3 separate regions of the Zea mays genome follow, and regions 2 and 3 are each linked to region 1. The links are chromatin contacts, called in public Hi-C maps. All regions are on one chromosome and are shown on one strand. The core of a region is the stretch at or near the end of the contact, and the rest is flanking DNA. Distances in the headings are between cores, read along the strand shown.

Region 1 (4,841 bases), core at 1,607-4,106:
TCATTTTTTTGCATTTTCCCTTCTCATGAGCTAAAGCATCTTTTAGCTTCACAATTTTTTTCATTTACCTTAATAAGTATATCCTCTTGGCATTCCAAGAGTTCATCCTTCTCGTTAATGGATTTTACTAACTCATTGATTTTCTCAATTTATTTGAAGCTAAGGCCTTTAAAAAGCAAAGACAAATCTTCTTCATTATTGATAGAATCACCCTCATAATCAAAAGTAGTATATTTTGGGTGATTCTAGGTTGTACCTTCCTTTTGTTCTCCTTGGTCATGAGGCACTTGTGGCCGACGTTGGGAAAGGGAAGTCCCCTGTTGACGGCGATGTTGGCGGCGTCCTCGTTGGAGGAGTCGGTGGAGCTCTCATCAGAGTCCCACACTCTCACAACATGCACCTCGTCGCCCTTCTTATTGAGGTAGTACTTCTTCTCCATCTTCTTATTTGCTTTCTTGTCCTCTTCCATGTCATTGTCACTAGCATATGGACATTTTGCAATATAGTGACCGAACTTACCACACCGGTAGCAAACCGCCAAACCCTCTTAGAATGGGGTTTGTACTCCTTTCCCTTCCGTTGCTTGAGGATTTGCCGGAAGCTCTCAATGATTAGAGCCATCTCCTCATTATCAAGCTTGGAGGTGTCGATTTGGAGCCCCTTGCTTGGTGTAGTTTCCTCCTTTTCTTCCGTTGCTTTGAATGCAACGGGTGATGGCTCGGGACTAAAGGTGGCACCATGATCCATGTCCCTGATGTGTTAGGAGTCTTTGACCATAAGTGAAAAGCTCACAGACTTCCAATCACCTCATCGAGAGACATTTCTTCATACTTAGGATTTTCACGAATTAATTGCACTTGTGTCGGATTGCGAAATACAAGTGACCTTAGGATTAGCTTGACGATGTCGTGGTCGTTGCACTTGGTGATCCCAAGGTTGAGGACTTGGTTCACCATTGTATTGAGTCGGTTGTACATGGTTTGTGGCTCTTCTCCTTTGTTGAGATCAGGTCCTTCAAAGCACCTCAATACCATATTTTTAGGCATCGTAAATCTAGGGACACACAAAACAATATATAATTCATTGTAAGGCATGTATTGATCAAATGCAGGACTATGCTAAAACTGCATTGTATATATTCAGACAATGTGAATTTATGGACGCATAGAACAATAATTAATTCGTTGTGAGGTAAAACTTATTCAGATATAGAACTCTCTGAAACCGCATTGTATATATTCAAGATGCAAACATGTTCTTGACATCAGCTTCCAAAAAAAGAATTCCATCATTAGCCTAGTAAAAACAAATAATGAAATTCATCCATGAGTCAGGGAAACACAAATGTCGAGGTCGAGCATCTAGACTGCGGGGATGTGCACGTGCTCGGTGTCTTAGAAAAACTGAAGAACGAATGACAACCCATGCTCACGGGCAGCGACACCACGCAGGCGACAGGCGTGCATCTACTCCAGCTTCCTCCTTAGGGGAGGGGATGGCTAGGGGAGACGACGCGCCGACCACGCTGCAATCGGGGTGGAGGGAGATGCAGCAGCATTGTGGCGCTTCAGCCACCTTCGGTGGTGCCAGGCAACACGAGATGTGGGAGGAGAGCGTCGCCTCTGCCATCACCGCGAGGAGGGGATGGCTCGGGGAAGAGGTGGGTTTTAGGTTAAGGGTTTCATGAGAGTAGAGGAATGTGGACCGGGGAGCAAGCAAATCGACAGAGGGCAATGAGCCTTACATGCTTGGCATATGTGATGGACTCTGACAGGTCGCCGCGATGGCGAGATGACAGAGTCTGGCAGTCGCGGTGGCAGTGGGAGTTGGTCCAGCCAGGGAACATGCACCGGGAGGGAGAAAAGGGAAGGAAGACGCAACACAACTCCCTCCGTTGAATCCAATTGAAATTTCGGGCTCGAAAAGGTAGCTGCTGCACAAGAGTTGCGTGCCAACACACGGACAAGCGCACGGGGCGCTATCAGGCCTTTTCGCATCCGCTCCTGACACACGTCAACACGCCGGAGGGAGAGAGAGACAAATAGATAGATAGATAGAGAGAGAGATTGCAATTGGATGGGCTTCCTTTGCACCGCGTGGAAGTGGAACCATATGTAAACTCGGGAAAGATGAAACCGAGTTGTTGAATCTTCCGAAGCTACCTACTTTAGTTTCAGCTTTTGCCAATCATTTTCTCTGCGAGACAAGAAACATATACAAGATATTTGGTTCATGTATGGGTGAGAATGAAGCGTGCATGCATCTTTGTTCCATGACTTTATCATCATGCATCTAAGGGGGTATTTGGTTCCACGCTCTTAAAGTTTAGTCCCTCTTGATAATTACGAGTATTAAACATAGTTTAATTATAAAATTAATTACACAGATTAAGACTAAAAGACGAGACAAATTTATTAAACCTAATTAACTATATATTTAATATTCATAACTTCAAAATTTAATGTCAAGTTACTCAAACACTCTCTAAAAAGTTCACGCCCATAACTGGTTTAGTGACCAGAAAATTAAAGATAATGTATGAAGAAAGATCCCAAAGAGATTCCTCGATCCCTCCAATTTACTTGTGACCAGCCCCAAAGGGTGCAACTGCCCCGGACCCGGTGATCTATTCGGTGGGCTCATGGGCTGGCTTGTCGATCTTGTTGGGTTGGGCTTGGGCCCAGCCAATTCGCCAGCAGGTCACGCCTCAATGCATGGGGCCACTGGCTCTCACTCTGTAACTCCTTGTCCCGTGCAGGTGCGGTGCAGTGCAGTGCATAAACCCTAGTGGCAAAATCGTAGAACCCCAGGCCGCTTTGTCTCTGCCCACGGTCCAACCGAAGGAAAAAAAAGTTTGAAAATCAAACACCTTTCATTCCCCCCATCCCTCCTCCTGCTCATCACTGCTGCTCTCTGGCTGCTCCCTCTCCCTCCATCCCCACTGCTGCTCTCTTGCCAAATCTGATCTAGGGTTTCGTTCCATCTCCACGCGCCGTCCCAGTACCTATCTACTCTAGACTACTACAGTATCCAAAAGGCAAGCTTATCTGCGGAGGGAGTGAGCTGACGCATTCCCGTGCTGGCGAGGGACAGCCAGACCCAGACGGGGAGATCCGATCCGATTCCGTGCTAGCTGCTGCGGAGTGAGTGAGGTGACGCGGGAGCGGGATGGCGGCGCCGGGGCGGAGGACGGCGGACGTGTCCTCGTCCTCGCCCGCCCCCTCGCCGTCCCCTTCCACCGGTAGGCGCCTCCTGCGCACGCAGACCGTCGGCAACCTCGGCGAGTCCATCTTCGACAGCGAGGTCGTGCCGTCCTCGCTCGTCGAGATCGCACCCATCCTCCGCGTCGCCAACGAGGTCGAGGCCACCAACCCGCGCGTCGCCTACCTCTGTAAGTAATTCCTTCTCTTGCGCTACTTACTACTACTACTACTAGCGCTCCGATCCGATTCCTCGTTTGCTCCAGGTCGCTTCTACGCTTTCGAGAAGGCTCACCGCCTCGACCCGACATCCAGTGGCCGTGGTGTTCGTCAGTTTAAGACCGCACTTCTGCAGAGGCTTGAGAGGGTCCGTAGTAGTTGCACTTAAAACTCGCCACATATTCGCACACACCTCCACAACCTGCCCATGATTCTGTACACCTCTGCGCTTCTCCAGGAAAATGATCCCACGCTCAAGGGAAGGGTCCACCAGAGCGATGCTCGGGAGATGCAGCGCTTCTACCGCGAATACTACAAGAAGTACATCCAGGCACTGCAGCATGCTGCTGATAAGGCTGACCGGTGAGTGAGCAGACTCTTTTCCCGCGACGCTTCGTGCCTTCGCCGCTCGCTCGGTGCTCCGCCCTTCACGCTCTGCCTTTCTGTCTCCCCAGAGCACTGCTCACTAAAGCGTACCAGACAGCTGCTGTCTTGTTTGAGGTCTTGAGGGCCGTTAATGTCTCGCAGTCCGTTGAAGTCGATCAAGCGGTATGCCATTCATCTCCGCTGTATGCTGATCTCTGTTTTCTTTCTTTCTTCGCATTGGCACACCTTGACTTTTATCAACAGTGACTGTGAATCCTGCTCGTTTTTTTTGCTGCACAGATTTTGGATACACACAATAAGGTTGAAGAAAAGAAAAAGTTGTACGTACCTTATAACATTCTCCCGCTTGATCCTGAAAGTACTGGTCAAGCCATTATGCGATATCCAGAGGTTTTTTTTTTGTCTATCATCTTGTCTCATTAACAGTGACACCAAACTACGCTTTCTGCAAGCAAAATCGTTAATAATGTCTTTTTCCTCATGATTACGTAGATTCAAGCTGCTGTTTATGCTCTTCGCAATACTAGAGGTCTGCCATGGCCAAAGGACCAAGACAAGAAGCCTGGCGAGAAGAATACTGGGAAAGACCTTCTCGATTGGCTTCAGGCTATGTTTGGGTTTCAGGTAATCGTGTGGAACTTATTTGTTCCTAGCATTCTCGGTGTTGTAGCGTGCTTTGCCCTTAAAAGTACACTTAGAATATACGTTCATTTAACTCAAGTTCCATTTCAGAAAGACAACGTGTCCAACCAAAGGGAACATTTGGTACTGTTGCTTGCAAATGTTCATATAATGAAAGTACCCAAGGTTGACCAACAACCGAAGGTACAAATTTCCTCTCCCTCCGCGTGTTTGTGTTTGTGATCTTATAGAGGAACCAGATGACCTTTCTTTTTTGGACCTGCCTGGATTTGCATATTGATGGTATGATGGGGCTATATTTTTTAGTTGGATGACAAAGCTCTGGATGCTGTAATGAAGAAGCTGTTTAAGAATTATAAGAAGTGGTGCAAGTACCTTGGCCGCAAAAGCAGC
Region 2 (4,841 bases), core at 1,016-3,515, 150 kb before region 1:
TATTTGCTACTTTTGATTCTCATACGTTGTAGAACTTAAAATGTGAACTCATTTGTTTATTGATTCTCATAAGGTTGGACCACCTTAACTTTAAATCCTAGATTTGCCACTGGGAAGTGACCGAGAGAAAACTATCTGTGCCACTTAGTGGTTTGATAAACTATGTTGTGATACCAAGTTACCAACGTTTTGAAATCAATAAATGTTGTGGCAGCCATTCAGGGACATGATTGAAGGGATGAGGAGTGATCTTAGGAAGACAAGGTATAACAACTTCGACGAGCTCTACATGTACTGCTACTATGTTGCTGGAACTGTCGGGTTAATGAGCGTACCTGTGATGGGCATCGCAACCGAGTCTAAAGCAACAACTGAAAGCGTATACAGTGCTGCCTTGGCTCTGGGAATTGCGAACCAACTCACGAACATACTCCGGGATGTTGGAGAGGAGTAAGTAACATATATATTCTTCCTGCGACAGGCACGAACATGCATGTGTTCAATAGCACAGATGTGATGATATGACTGTCACCATGTCTTTTAGTGCTAGAAGAGGAAGGATATATTTACCACAAGATGAGCTTGCACAGGCAGGGCTCTCTGATGAGGACATCTTCAAAGGGGTCGTCACGAACCGGTGGAGAAACTTCATGAAGAGGCAGATCAAGAGGGCCAGGATGTTTTTTGAGGAGGCAGAGAGAGGGGTAACTGAGCTCTCACAGGCTAGCAGATGGCCAGTAAGTCCACTCAACTTCACATTTCCCACCCAGTATAGCACAGCATCCTCACTTCCTTTTCTTTGTTACCATTGCAGGTATGGGCTTCCCTGTTGTTGTACAGGCAGATCCTGGATGAGATCGAAGCCAACGACTACAACAACTTCACGAAGAGGGCGTATGTTGGTAAAGGGAAGAAGTTGCTAGCACTTCCTGTGGCATATGGAAAATCGCTACTGCTCCCATGTTCATTGAGAAATGGCCAGACCTAGCCACCAGAGAAGCTGCAATGCAAGGTTCAGGTTAGGCTAGATAGAAAGTTAAATGGGGCAACATCAGGAGGCCTTGATGAAAAACAGACAACCTGGTGAATTGTTGTTGGGATCAGGCACAGAACAGATAAGAGCCGCGCAGCCAACCTAGGGCATGTTTGGTTTCAATTAGTTCTAGGACTAAACTTTAGTCCTAGGACTAAACTTTAGTCCCTATATGTTTGGTTCTAGGGACTAAATAGATTCTAAAGTCATTAAATACATTGTCCAAAGACTCAAATACCCTTAGAATATACTCATGATATTAGTTATCTATAAAAAGGTAAGGGCAACATGATAATTATGAGCTTTTAGTCTCTTTTAGCACCTATGTGAAGGACTAAAGACTAAATCATTTTAGTCCATATTTTAGTCCTAGTGTTTGGCAAAAAAGGGACTAAAAGGGACTAAAAACTAGAGACTAATCTTTAGTCCCTCTAACCAAACACCCCCCTAGATGGATACGGAACATTCGCCTCTTATTCGGAGCAATATATGTCTCTCAAGGAAAGAGCCCAACATGTATACTGCCTTCTTTTTCTCATCCCAGATTTGGGGGAAAAACAATGTAAATGCCAATGGTATCGTAGGAAGATTACTAGAAGTAAATGCCAATGTAAAAACAGATGAGTTGGCATTTACATGATAGGATGGTGGGATCATCAGACTGAAAATGATAGGGGATTGTGCTCCCCTGCGACTCCAACTATTAAACAAGGAATCCGTCAGCAGTAGCTAACTGTGTGTATGTGAGAAGAGGCATTCGAGGGGGAGGGTCCACGAGATAGGGTAGGAAACTGACCTCGATTCCATAGGTCCGTCCAACACGGCGCGCCCCGTGGAGGAGCTGGCCAACGCTAATGGTACGGCCGTCACTCGTCGGCGAAAGCAATAAGCGCGTGGCGGCGTGGGGCGTGGCGAGGCCGATCGCCGCACTCGCCTCACTCGAATGGCGGCGATTACGGAGGCGGATTGGCTTCGTGTTCAACTGTTCGTTCGTGGTGGGACGACTCCGGTCCGGTGGCGGCAGCGCGGAGGTTCCAGCCGCGCTCCCGCCTGCACGCCGCACGCACGTAAATAGTTAGTCTGGGCCTTGAAAAGGTCGTGAATTGAGTTGGTTGGGCCTGCTAGCAGGTGGAGGAAGGTCCGGAGTTTGCGCGCGGCCTCTCCTTGGAAAATGGAAATGGACACGGCCGGACATGGGCATGGACATGGAGATGGAAATGGATGGTAATCAGGTCCGTGTAGGTCGCATGCAAGCTGGGCGACACTGCGTGCCGGGCGTCCTCCTTCCTCTGCTCCTTCCGATCCCCCTCCCGGCGTGGAGGTATAGCGTCCGCCATCTCCCCCGGCCGACCGGATCCCTCACCCCTCTAGGTACGTAGCTAGCTAGGCCAGGTTATCGTCGATTCGATAGATTCAATAAGCAAAGGCGATCAACAACACAATTAATGGGGGGCGGCGGCGGCGGCAACTCGCGGGAGCTGGACCAGACGCCGACATGGGCGGTGGCGTCGGTGTGCGGCGTGATCGTGCTCATCTCCATCCTGCTGGAGAAAGGGCTCCACCACGTGGGCGAGTTCTTCTCCCACCGCAAGAAGAAGGCCATGGTGGAGGCCCTGGAGAAGGTGAAGGCGGAGCTCATGGTGCTGGGCTTCATCTCCCTCCTCCTCGTGTTCGGCCAGAACTACATCGTCAAGGTGTGCATCAGCAACCACGCCGCCAACACTATGCTCCCCTGCAAGCTCAAGGAGGCCGCCGTCCCTGGCAAGAAGAAGGCCGCCGCAGCAGCAGAGCATCTCGGGGGCGTGCTGGACTGGCCGCCGCCCTACTACGCGCACAACGGCAGGATGCTGGCGGAGGCGAGCATGGCGACCAAGTGCCCCGAGGGGAAGGTGTCGCTCATCTCCATCAACGCCTTGCACCAGCTGCACATCTTCATCTTCTTCCTCGCCGTCTTCCACGTCTCCTACAGCGCCATCACCATGGCGCTCGGCAGGGCCAAGGTCAATTTCGATTTTTATATGTGTCGTGTGCATATATGTTTGCATTGGAATGAACGGAAGAGCCCATGCAGATACGCGCGTGGAAGGAGTGGGAGAAGGAAGCAGCAGGGCAGGACTACGAGTTCTCTAACGGTAGGATATGAATGCTGCTGCATTGCATGAACTGTCAACGTCCATTCATCATATCATAAATCTATATTGGTTGGTATCCCAGACCCTACGCGGTTCAGGTTCACCCACGAGACTTCGTTTGTGAGGCAGCATATGAATGTGCTCAACAAGTTCCCAGCATCCTTCTACATCGTAAGATTCATGATGCTTTTCTACTGAATTGTTGTCTATTGCATTGCATCTGACGATCGATGATGCTGCCTGCAGAGCAACTTCTTCCGGCAGTTCTTCAGGTCCGTCAGGCGGGCAGACTACTGCGCGCTGCGCCACAGCTTTGTCAACGTATGTAGGGCCACGCCAGCTTGTTTGTTCGTTCCTTCTTCATTGGCAATCAGCAGCAACAACAATGTATGTATCGTATGCAGGTCCATCTGGCCCCTGGCACCAAGTTTGATTTCCAAAAGTACATCAAGCGGTCTCTGGAGGACGACTTCAAGGTGATCGTGGGGATCAGCCCTCCTTTGTGGGCTTCTGCTCTCATCTTCCTATTCCTCAATGTCAATGGTAATATATATCCATCTTCGTCTTCCTCTAGCTTAGCTTAGCTAGGGTAATAATAGGGTCGTCAATCAAGGAGTGGGTGCCGCCGCTTCCCTTGGTCCGCGCGGATGGGGAAGGGCGCCGCCGCTTCCCTTGGTCCTCCTTTCCAGTCGCCGGGAGATCCTCCGTCCGCCGCGGGTTGGGCTCGCCCCTCCCTTCTCGGCGGGCGCGGAGCGGCCCTGCGCGCGACGGACTCCCCACTCAGCGACCCGGTAAGTACGGCGAAGGAGCTCCCTCTTTCTCAGGCTCTTATCAGAGATGATTCCTCCAAGCAAGCTCATGATTCCCAAGACAAGGGCGTCCCATTTCATCAATCAAAGCTTCAATGGTCCGCCGCAGCTGGCGATGGCTCCTATGCGACGACCCGGGTGGATACAAGATCAAAATCCAAAGCAGATCCGCGTCCAGTGCAGGCAGCTCTTGGTGATCCTCTTCGGCAGACTTCAATGCCGCGTATCCTGGCGTCTGGAAAGGCCGAGGTGGGTGCAGATCGCACTCCGGATTTCCAGCTCTCCTGCAAGCCGGAAGGGGATTTGAATTCGGGCAACGTTTGGTCACATCGGCGTGCTGCTGGTCTCGATGCCGCGCCGCGTTTGAATGGACAGAGGCCATACCCTGCTGCGTCGGATGGCATTGAAGGGGACTGGTCGGTGGTCAGACCGCGGTACTGGTGGCGCAAGAGCTGGACGTCTACTGAGCGAACACGGCAATATCATCAATTCGACGTGAAGGGCACTGGTCTTTTCAAATTGAAGCTAAAGGGCAAATGTTACAATTGCTTCTCACCAGATCATCTAGCTTTTTGCTGCCAGGCTCCTTCGCGCTGCTGGCTTTGCCTTCAATCCGGACATCGAGCGAGATACTGCAACCGGAAAAGCTCTCAGGGGACATTCACTGCTGCTGGGTTTTTTCCTAAGCCAGTCGAACAACCATCAAGGACCCCTACCTACCATGAGGCACGACTATGGACTGACGATCTACATAAGAACCTTGAGCATTGCGGTAGGAACCATGAGCAACGCAGTAAGGCGCCACTCAGTCAACCGCCCCCCATACACAAGAAATCCTACCTCCAGGTTGTGCAGGGAGACCGAGGA
Region 3 (4,841 bases), core at 1,093-3,592, 130 kb before region 1:
GGCAGGACCAGACAATTTGGAAGATGAAAATACCGTTGAAAATTAAGATTTTCGCGTGGTATTTGAGAAGGGGTGTCACTCTCACGAGAGACAACTTGGCTAAGCGTAATTGGAACGGTCCTAAATATTGTGTTTCTGTAATTGCAATGAATCCATACAACATCTGTTCTTTGAGTGTCATTTTGCCAAATTCATGTGGCGGGCGGTGAGTCTTACCTTTGGGTTAAGGACACCTTATAGCGTTTATGATCTTTTTAATCTTTGGGCCCGGGGATTCTCCCCCAAGGATATACTAAAGATTCTAGTAGGGGCTATAGCCATATGCTGGGCAATTTGGCTAAGTAGGAATGATGTGGTTTTTAATAAAAGTCCGATCAAAACTTACATGCAGGTACTTTACAGAGGAACTTACTGGTGTCGTTTCTGGGCGCAACTTCAAAGGCATGAGGAAGACGCCAAGGTCATCAGGGAAGCCTGCAGGAAGCTTGAGACGACGGTGATGCAGATCTTCGCTTTTCATGGGTGGCAGTTTAGTAATAGGATTGCTCTGTGAGTTTTGTTTTTACTTTTCGCTGTCCACCCAACTACGTTTGGGGTTTGTATCGCCGCTTGTGGCTCTTTGAGTTGGATTTGTTGGTCTTGTGTTGGCGTGACAGGCCGTCATTTGAGTTGGATTTGTTGGTCTTGTGTTGGCGTGACAGGCCGTCATTTTCGTGATGTAGGCTGGGAACACTCTATCCCATTATCTAAAAAAAAGTTCTTGATATAAACAAAACAACTAGCAGGACAGCCATTTAACTATATACTGATTCATGTTGACTTCGCAACAGTCTAGTACTTGATCAAAATGATTTTCAACAGATGAGTAATATACATTATTACTTGATCAAAGTGTAGCGTGTAATTTTTCGCATCCTTGCTGTGAGAAGTGAAGCTCGAAAGTTGTAAGTTCCTGATTTCGCTACTACCTATTTCATTCCTGGTTGCTCTTGCCATTTTTTCTGCAGACGATGAACTCAAAGGCGGGCGTACTTCCATGCAGAGTATTTCGACCATTAATTAAATTGGATTTGGATGAGCCAGAGCTTTGTTTATTTTGACCGTTAGTTTGAATTTGCTGAACAATTCATGCAGGCTAGATAGCAGTAGCAGTAGCTCAGCGAACTTCTATTGCTCAAGTCCAAGGCAATGATGGAGCCATTGACTGAAGAAAGTTGGTTTCCTTCCTTTTCGCACCAAAACATTCTTTACAGAATTCCACTCCTAATTAAGCACTGAAATCGACATGCCGTCGAGCATTAATATATATATTCTTCAAATATTTACAGTTAAAATAAAACAAAAGGTTTGCAAAAGTAATTTACAAGGAGGGAGCAAAGGATTGGGTATTTTAACAGCTAGCTAGATAGAGACGACGGACGGGTCAAGATATCCAGGAGACAGACTTGCGGCCATGAGCGGCTGGTGGGCGATGACGATTCCGGCGCGGCAGGAGGGGCAGGTGGCGCGCGTGCGGAGCCAGGCGTCGACGCATGCGACGTGGAAGGCGTGGCCGCAGCGGGGGAGCACGCGCAGCGCGTCGCCGTCGGAGAACTCGTCGAGGCAGATGGCGCAGTCGGAGGAGGCGGCAGCGGTGAATGGCGCGGTGGGCAGCGCGTCGATGGCCTTCTTCTTGAGTCCTTTCGGAGGCCTCGCCTGCTGCGGGATCCCCGTGGCGGTGGAGGACGAGGCGGGGCGGCAGGTGCAGCGGGAGACGAGGGCGAGGCCGAGCACGCAGACGAGCGCGCACAGGAAGGACGCCAGGATCATCACCGTGTCGGAGTTCACCGACACCGCCGGCTGCTGGGGAAGCGGTGGTGGAACAGGCCATGACGAGGATGAGGACGACGCCTGCTGCTCTCTTGGGGTCGCGGTGGAGGTGGACGACGCCGCTGCCTGCAGGCGGAGGCTCGCCGTGGCACGCGGCATGGGGCGCTCGCTCTGCTCGGGAACTGGTGTGGGGTGGCTGTGGATCGGCGGATGGTGGTTGGAAAAGACCGCGAGCAAGGCAGCGGCGACCGGGTGATATGGATTTTTTATAGAGCTCCCCGCCGGCGGCTGAGGGTCGAGGTGGGCCCAACCGAAGGATTCGCTTCTAAGGATAACAGCCTTTTGTACCCCAAAAAAAAAAGAAATTTAATAATATATATTAAAAAAATTTCGTACGTACACCCGACGAGCTGTACGAAAACAGTAGTGAACAATATTCTGCTGTGCTGCTAGTGGTTATTGGTAACAACTGTTTTTGTGGCTGTACAAAGTGCAACACCGCTAGCACGTGCATAATTTAAAAGCGGGCATACCACTTGCTTTGTTGACCGATGATTTCCTATATATTAATTATTCTCTACATTCTAATTTATAATTTATTTGACTTTTTAATCTCAAATTTGATTGTCTCATCTTATTAAAAATATAATTATTATGATTTTTAGCATATAATATATATCTCTATTGTTATAATGCAGCAATTTCGTGCATGGACGGTTTCGTGCGTCATCCGCTTCACGCGCCTCCAATGCCCGCCTCCGACGCATCCGCACCGCAACACCCCCGCCCATCTCACGTGCACCTCCGATGGTTGCCAACGCAGCTGACGCCCTCGCGTGTGCATCCACCCCGCACTCTAATCGTGTGACACCCCGGGTGTTTATTTCCTGTTATGTCGAGAGATTTGTCCTAGCTTAGATGCTCAGTGAAAATTTCTATTTCTCGATCGCATCTATATCCTTTTATCAAGTTAATCGTGAATGTTTCACCGAAGTACGAGTTAATTGATCTCGAGAAAGGCTAGATTTGGAGCATGTTAAAACTTTTGTTTCTTGAAGCAAATGCAAATTCGAAAGTCAATCTCATCTCGCAAATCCTGTCCATACTCATTTATTAGAACTCTCGACAATTGTTATTCGACCTGTGTCCGAATCCGATTTCTCAACTTTCGATCTATGTCCGACTATTTAATCTGAATCCACATTCTCTAGCAGAATCTCTGTTGTGTCAACCTCTAATTAATTCTTATGTAAACCGACTTGATATCTATATATCCTATGCATCTCTATCTATCAAGTGTATTTTAAAGATTTCTCAAAGTTTGAACCAAATATTTGTATGAAATTACAAATCCTATGCTTGCTTGAAATTGCTCGTTTGAACAAATGCAAATTTTGAAGTTCAACCAAGCTAGGCCATCTTGCTCAAACAACTCTATATGAACTCTACAACAAAAGTTATTAAGGATCAATGTCAAGAAAATGTCGAGAAAATACTCCGATTGCCTTAAAATATAATTTGAATCTATATAACGATACTACTTTGCCCAAAGTGAAATTTCAATTTTATTCAAGATACGAGGTTTGACCTTTAATAAAAGTTGTAGAACCTACGTTATACAACAAATATTACAATTACACCTAGCATTTATTCAATCTTTAAGTATCTCAAACAGTGTCCTCAAGACGGAATAAAAATCTGATTTCAAGATTCGAATCCATCTAAGTCGAGAATCAGTGTCGATCGGTTTGACGTCACGCGTTTCCCAAATTTTGTGAAACAACTTGAGTTTCCTAAATATAAAAGTTGTTGATAACTGATAGAGGCACAACATATTAAAAGATGATATTCTTCTGATTCCGTTTGACATATTTTGACACTCAGTTTTCACTGTTTTCCATAGTAGTGACAAACATGTTTTCAGAGGTCATTATCTCTCTAACCGATACACGAATAGCCTCAAGCCCTGTACAAGATATGTATATTATAGATCAAAGAAAAGATTGTCTACAGTGACCAAGATCCGAATCCAAATAGAAAAGGCCAAAACTCGTCGTCCAAGGTCAGCACTGTAGCGCCCGCCACCTGTTTGACGCTGGCCGGCATGCTCTAAAGCTCCTGCTCTATAAATGGCAGCCCACCCTCTCTCTTCTCCCACACACCGCTTCCTCTTCGGGCTCTTTCTATCCCAAGCCGCACGCCAAGCTCCTCCTTCTTCCCCACGTCGTGAGGCCCCTTCCTCTCCTCTGTTCTAGGCGCAGGGATAGCAGGTGCCCTCCATGGCTGGCGCTCCTTCTCCCTCTTCTCCCCCACTCGGCACCTTCCCCGGATGGAGCAGCTCGCAGCCCCCTTGTTCCCTAGTGGCCGACACCCTGCACGACTTTCTCCCCTTACTTCTCCTAGCCACCCTGCAGCTTCCCCTCCAGCCCGACGCGCATGCTCCTCTCTACTCATCTACGTGAGGTAGAAGAAGAACCGTGTGAGCCAATGACAAGTGGGCAACTAGAGGATAGTGTAAGTTGCACAAAATCATAGATTTTTACGCTATATTCTAAAAAATCATATATCGATTTTGACAGCTCCAAAAATCATCAAACTTGTTTTGTTGGATTACTTATAAAATGCCCTAACTATTGGATCTATAAGTTGGCATGTTATAATGGAAAATTTCTGTTGTACAAATTTGTATTTAAATCTGGTTTAGAAAATAAATGAACCTGCTTCTCTCCATATTTTTAATTTTAAAAATCCAAAAATAATGAGACTTGTTTTGCTAGTTAGATGGTGTCATACTCTAGATAAGTAAAATATAAAACACATATGTTCTTTACAGTTTTCTTGGTCTGTTAAATAAATCATGTTAAATAGAAAGAAATGATTGATTTTCTTGTTATTTTTGGATCTATAGCTCTAGTGCTTCAAATGGCTTGAAATTTTTACAATAGACTCTCTGTGTAATGCTTGGTGGCTGGTAAAAAGTCCATGATTTGTGGTGCATGTATGATTAAGTTAGTGATTTAACTTGTTTCATG

What was found. A called contact is a pair of places that touch in the nucleus more often than the background predicts.
Region 2: a contact with region 1 is called in a Hi-C map of leaf, with 7 times the contacts expected there. The contact joins the promoter of LOC100193407 here to the promoter of LOC100280338 in region 1. A contact is called at or near these places in 11 of 25 Hi-C or Micro-C datasets (bundle sheath, ear, endosperm and 4 more) and 1 of 3 datasets of contacts at active chromatin or transcription factors (leaf).
Region 3: a Hi-C map of leaf shows a contact between it and region 1, with 4 times the contacts expected there. The contact joins the promoter of LOC103629547 here to the promoter of LOC100280338 in region 1. A contact is called at or near these places in 11 of 25 Hi-C or Micro-C datasets (ear, endosperm, leaf and 1 more) and 1 of 3 datasets of contacts at active chromatin or transcription factors (leaf).

Annotation. Positions count from the first base shown.
Region 1 is chr6:91,792,376-91,797,216 of Zm-B73-REFERENCE-NAM-5.0, forward strand. LOC100280338 reads left to right here and starts at 2,857. Exons shown (of 41, transcript NM_001362453.1): 1 at 2,857-3,391; 2 at 3,467-3,567; 3 at 3,658-3,782; 4 at 3,875-3,968; 5 at 4,086-4,196; 6 at 4,299-4,430; 7 at 4,539-4,631; 8 at 4,755-4,841. The coding sequence starts at 3,169.
Region 2 is chr6:91,645,192-91,650,032 of Zm-B73-REFERENCE-NAM-5.0, forward strand. It overlaps LOC100193407 (MLO-like protein), which reads left to right and starts at 2,266. Exons shown (of 9, transcript NM_001326567.1): 1 at 2,266-3,033; 2 at 3,105-3,165; 3 at 3,248-3,336; 4 at 3,412-3,486; 5 at 3,570-3,708. The coding sequence starts at 2,479. It overlaps LOC100136882 (yellow endosperm 1), which reads left to right. Exons shown (of 6, transcript NM_001114652.2): 4 at 215-450; 5 at 545-737; 6 at 815-1,334. The coding sequence ends at 988.
Region 3 is chr6:91,663,979-91,668,819 of Zm-B73-REFERENCE-NAM-5.0, forward strand. It overlaps LOC103629547 (probable E3 ubiquitin-protein ligase ATL44), which reads right to left and starts at 2,343. Exons shown (of 1, transcript XM_008650637.3): 1 at 1,206-2,343. The coding sequence starts at 1,968. The coding sequence ends at 1,402.